Regions from separate parts of the Hordeum vulgare genome. Here region 1 is linked to region 2. Evidence: chromatin contacts called from public Hi-C data. All regions are on one chromosome and are shown on one strand. Each heading gives the region's core, a stretch centred on a gene start, on an enhancer-like site or on the middle of the called end of the contact. The rest is flanking DNA. Distances are from core to core; before and after follow the strand shown. Region 1 holds the start of LOC123398697 (oligopeptide transporter 1-like). Region 2 holds the start of LOC123451854 (F-box/LRR-repeat protein 3).

The links. A called contact is a pair of places that touch in the nucleus more often than the background predicts.
Region 1: a contact with region 2 is called in a Hi-C map of leaf, with 2.7 times the contacts expected there. The contact joins the promoter of LOC123398697 here to the promoter of LOC123451854 in region 2. A contact is called at or near these places in 3 of 6 Hi-C or Micro-C datasets (leaf and seedling) and 1 of 1 datasets of contacts at active chromatin or transcription factors (embryo).

The regions. Positions count from the first base shown.
Region 1 is chr5H:114,552,496-114,555,195 of MorexV3_pseudomolecules_assembly, reverse strand. It overlaps LOC123398697 (oligopeptide transporter 1-like), which reads right to left and starts at 1,376. Exons shown (of 6, transcript XM_045093147.1): 1 at 1,279-1,376; 2 at 624-1,075; 3 at 435-532; 4 at 1-302. The coding sequence starts at 1,294.
Region 2 is chr5H:114,025,081-114,027,856 of MorexV3_pseudomolecules_assembly, reverse strand. LOC123451854 (F-box/LRR-repeat protein 3) reads left to right here and starts at 1,347. Exons shown (of 7, transcript XM_045128397.1): 1 at 1,347-2,403. The coding sequence starts at 1,750.

The DNA of each region.
Region 1 (2,700 bases), core at 127-2,626, 530 kb before region 2:
AGAAGCCGGCCATCATGTTGAAGATGGCGAACGCCGGGGAGGCGAGCGGGTTGCCGATGAACCCCGCGACGGTGTTCCAGTCGAGGCCCAAGGAGCCGACGCCGAGGCCCTTGAGACCGGAGCCGATCTGCTGCGCCGTGATAGAGTCTTTGTAGAACCAGCAGAGCGCCGAGAGGGTGCTCGCCGCTGGGAACAGGTAGCTGGGGATCAAGTAGTAGGCGAAGCTGCAGATCATCACGATGAAGAAGAATTGCAGCCGTGTCAGCTGCCCCTTGGGCCTCTTCTCCTCCTCGTGCATCGCCCTGTATATGGTCATACGACGGTCTATGGTCATGCAGTTTTGGTCCATATATTATAATAATATACATCATTCATTTGTATAGACAAGTTGCATTGCTTCAAGTCTCTCTCAACAACTCTACGTACGTACTGACCTGAAGAGGGTGACCTGGACAAGGTTTAGAGGCCACCACATGTAGGCCGAATCCACCAGGTACGTCCTAAACAAGCCAGCCCATCCGTACCCAAGCAACTGAAATTAAACAGAGCCCCACATTGGCCAAAATGACCTCGAAATTCAGCCAATGGATATGGAATGAAAAGTCGAGCTAATATTGGATCACCTGGGTTGTTTGCGCGAGCAGCATGGCCGCGTAGGGGTTGATCTGCCGCTTATAGAAGACCTTGACGATGGCGATGATGTTCATGGCATAGACGCCGCTGGCGCCCGCACCGGCGAAGATTGTGATGAGGCAGTGCTCCTTGAGACTGAAAGGGCCGGGGTTGAGGGTGAAGGTCCAGCCCATGAGCGGGACGCGTATGAGCTTCGCCGGCAGCGCCGACGCCATGAACCGGCCGATGGGCAGGGTGGCGATCTGCACCACCACGGTGCCGATGCTCAGCTGGTTGGACCGGTACATGAAGAACTCGTTGACGAAGGCCAGCAGCACGCAGGACGGCATCCCCAGCACCCATGTTCGGAACGTCAGGGACGGCTCCGAAGGGTCGTCGGTTATCGGCACCGTGTTCCGGACCTCCTCGATCGGGTGGTCGTTCACCTCTTCTTCTGCATCGTCTGCAGATCAGTTATCATTTGCAGTAACAGCGATCAAACTAGCGAAACATTGAGATCTCCATTTGGCTTTGTTTGGTACAAAGATCACGTGAAGCTCCGATGGCAAGATGAAATTATGAAAACCATGCTTGATCCAAATGAATGAATGCATTAACAACAGAATGACACGAAAGAAGACGCAGAAAGGTTGCGGGCAAACGTACAGCGGGTTTCTGCCATCGGAACGTGCTCGCCGGGCTCGGGCCTCCCGGCCTACGGAAAGTTGGCGGTCTCCTCCAGGGGACACGCCAGGGCAATGCGCGCTAGCTGCCGTTGAAACCTCTTTGGTTTAAGAGTGACCTTCTCCGTTTCAGTTTGTGTCGTATTTCTAAAATAGGCTGGCTATTATTAGAAACAATCTCGCATGACCTCACTTGTTTGTAGGGTCTCAGATCCTGAGATGCAGTAACCTTGTAGCTTGAAAGAGGAGTTGTCGGTGACCTTTCGGGGTTTCCGCTATTTGTCTGTCACTCAACAGCCGGCTCCCGCATCTGTATGTCAAGTAAACAGCATAAAGCAATCACAATTAGGGTTAGGGCAAAAATAACTACCAGTTTTATTTTCGGCCCTGACGCCTGCTACTTTTTCGTAACTCTATTAAAAAAAAATCTGATCATCGTACTCATCCATCCTCTTCCTCTTTTGTTTCTTTTCCACACACCTCCAGAGTGAATTCAATAAAGAATTCTAGTAAAATCTCATACGGCATACAATAGACATATATATAAATAGAGATCCACGCATACCTTATGTAACTGTAATCGTCATGTATGAGGCAGCGATATGGCTATCCCCGGCAGCCTGGACATCCACAGATTCGGGGCTTCTTTGAATCGAGGAGCCGCTACGCGCTCACAGAAGATGGATACGTGAAGAATCTATGTTCTCACCTCCCAGCTTCGTGTATGACTGGGAATTCCCGTTTGACTTGTTCTCTTTTTAAGGATCCACTTGCCCGGTTACCCCGAAAATTGGGAGCACGTTCCAAAACAAAGCAATTGGACGGAGAGTTTTCAGTTGGTGGATTAAGGAAAGAAATCAGGAGCCATTTTTCCATACGATTCCTGACTAATCGCGTGCAATAAAAGATCTGCTCCACAATCACCGCACGGCTCCCGGAAACAATCGTACCAGCGAGGAAATCAAGGAAAAAGTTATACTCGGCTCAGTTTTCGTCGAGTGAGCACGTATATTTCGCTGCGCATACCTGGGGCCCCTTGCATCTGTGGCGCGGGCCGGCCGCCCCTCTCGCCCGGGAGTCCCTAATCAGCGCTTGGTTTTGGGCCGGCACATGTAGCGCTCGCCTGATCGCTCGCTCCTGACTGATCGCTCGCTAGCTCCGGTCTGATCGTTCCCTCCCTGGCTTGAGGACTGTTTTTGGTCGTGCGTACTTGATCAGTTAGTTAGTCAATCGTTGACTTTAATAAAAAAGAAGAAAATAAAATAAAAATAAAAATAATAAAAAATAGGTATTTCAAAATAATTCATGAAAAGGTATCGAGATAGTCAAAAGTAGTAATCAGAATGACCCGACACAACACGAAAACCATGTAGCGCTCGCCTGATCGCTCGTTCCTACTTGATCG
Region 2 (2,776 bases), core at 98-2,597:
AGAAAAAGGTAAGGGGAGAGTGGGTCCTCCTGCCTAATACCCCTAGTCGGGATGAATACATCCGCCTCCTGAGAGTTAAGCCTTATTTTATCTAACAGAGCCAACACAAGCCATTATCATTTCAATCCATTGTTCATGAAAACCCAACTTCACCATCATATCATGCAAAAAGGACCATTCCAGCGTGTCGTATGCCTTGTGCATGTCCAATTTAACTGCACATAGTCCAGTCTGACCAGCCCTCTTGTTCTTTATTTTATGCACACATTCATAAGCTATACGGATATAATCCGTGATCATCCTTCCAGGAACAAATGCAATTTGGGCGGGGGAGATAATCTCAGGCAATATATTTTTCAACCAAAGTGCAAGCATTTTAGAGATGATTTTATAAAAAACTTTACACAAGCTTATGTGACATAATTGAGTTACCAGTTCCGGACTGTCAATCTTGGGAATCATGACAATAGTTGTGTCATTCCATTCATTCGGGGTCTGTCTTGAATTAATAGCAAATAACACCTCATGAGTAATCTTCATTATTCATTACCTTTATCTTTCTAAATCGAGTAGATAAATACTATAGCTCTCCCGAATTTTCAAACAGATCCTTGTTACATTGTTACTATCCTCTAGTGTATGCAATAGTAAAGAACAAGACCTCCTCCAATTCAAAAGAATTCCATAGAATTTCTGGAGGATAAGAATCCCTAAGATTTTGTCCATACATTTGTTGTTCGATTCACACGATCCTATATGATTTTTTCTATGAAATTAATAAGTGTGCTATATATTTCATTGAAAATCTAAGATCCACTTCAATATCTGTTTTCTAATATATTTGTTTTCCGATGACATCAAACACTCTGTGTTAATTTTATAGAATTCAAGTGTACATCCACTCTGTGTTTTGAAAACCCAGCAAATCAAAGAGGGCCTAAATCTAGCAAAAAGAACAAGATGAAGAGAAGGGATATTCTTTGTGAGCAGGGAATATACCACTGAAGCAAGCGGAGCGTGGCCGCGCTCGACAATTTTTTTGGCCACGTTTTCTTGGCTTTACATTCCAGAACCCAAATTGCGCTCCATCGGAAGGAAAACGATGCCGAAAACGTGACCACCCACTTGCCGAGAAACAAGGACGGACCTGCGCTGCTGCACTGCACTTAAGAGAGTGAGTCATAATAATTCGTCCATAGATTAATGCAGAGCAGTACGGACGCAGTACTATCATCATCTCTGCCGTCGTCGGAAAGAAAAGAAAAGAAAAGCAAAGCAAAGAAAACCATGGGCGGGGCGGCCGTCCGTTGGACATTTTGGTCATCTTGTTCCGTCTCAGGTGATACCTCCACCTGTGGGCCGAGGCAGGCGCTACTCCGACAGGTGCTACCTATCCACATCTTTCTCCTCCCATCCTCCCTCCCTCTCCCCACTCCCCACCCATCTACCCACCTTCCTCCCTCCGTACCTTCGCCACCACCGGCCGTCGCCTTGCCGCTCCTCCGCCGCCCGGATCAGGAACGATCGCACCGTGCGGCCGCCTCCCGCCCTGCGCGCGGATCCTACCATGCTGAGGCGCTGCGCCCCATACCGACCCCGCAGGGCCGCCGCCGTACCGCGCCTCCCGATCCCCGGCGGCCACCCCTACCTCGTCGCCCTCTCCTTCCTCTTCATCCCGACCTAAGCTCCACGCCTCGCCGACAGGCCGGCCCTCGCCGCCGGAGCTGCCCGGTGGAATCGTCAGCCGCGATGAGCGAGGAGGAGGCGCAGAGGTACGGCGGCGGGACCGGCGGCGGCGGCGTCGGTGCGCTGTCCGTGGATCTGCTCGGCCAGGTGCTCGATCGCGTGCTGGAGCGGCGGGACCGCAAGGCCTGCCGCCTCGTCAGCCGCGCCTTCGCGCGCGCTGAGGCCGCGCACCGCCGGGCCCTCCGGGTGCTCCGCCGGGAGCCGCTCCCTCGCCTGCTCCGCGCCTTCCCGGCGCTCGAGCGCCTCGATCTCTCAGCCTGTGCCTCGCTCGACGACGCGTCTCTTGCAGCCGCTTTAGCCGGCGCGGACCTCGGCACCGTCCGACAGGTCTGCCTGGCGCGGGCCAGCGGAGTGGGCTGGCGCGGGCTGGAAGCCCTCGTGGCCGCCTGCCCCAGGCTCGAGGCTGTCGACCTGTCGCACTGCGTCGGTGCTGGGGATAGGGAGGCTGCCGCCCTGGCCGCCGCCTCTGGGCTGAGGGAGCTAAATCTGGAAAAGTGCCTTGGGGTCACTGATATGGGGCTCGCCAAGGTAGCCGTGGGCTGCCCCAGACTGGAGACTCTGAGCTTCAAGTGGTGCCGTGAAATCTCTGACATCGGCGTCGATCTGCTTGTCAAAAAGTGCCGCGACCTCCGCAGCCTTGACATCTCCTACCTAAAGGTTATACTCCCATATGAGCTGTTTGAACTCATTGCCCTATGCAGTGGAAAGGTCTAGGTTCGGGCTCTCGGGTTAGGACTAGAACCCTTGATAAACAGGAGAAACGATGTGGCGACCAACAGAGTTAAGAGTGGGACTTTGATGTTTATTGATTGCTTTTAGACCCAGAAAATGTCAAAGAGATTCGGGGTATTGGACCATTGGACTTATTAGGTGGTTCATCCAGTTTAGAGATTGATGCATTTGTTAGGTGTCTTGTAGGGTAGTATGGGTCAATTTATGCAGACACCTTTGGAAGAATGCAGCTGGAATAGGAAACTTTCTTGCATATCTGTTCTGGTGGCTAGTATATAGGCTCTTAAAAAAACTCGTG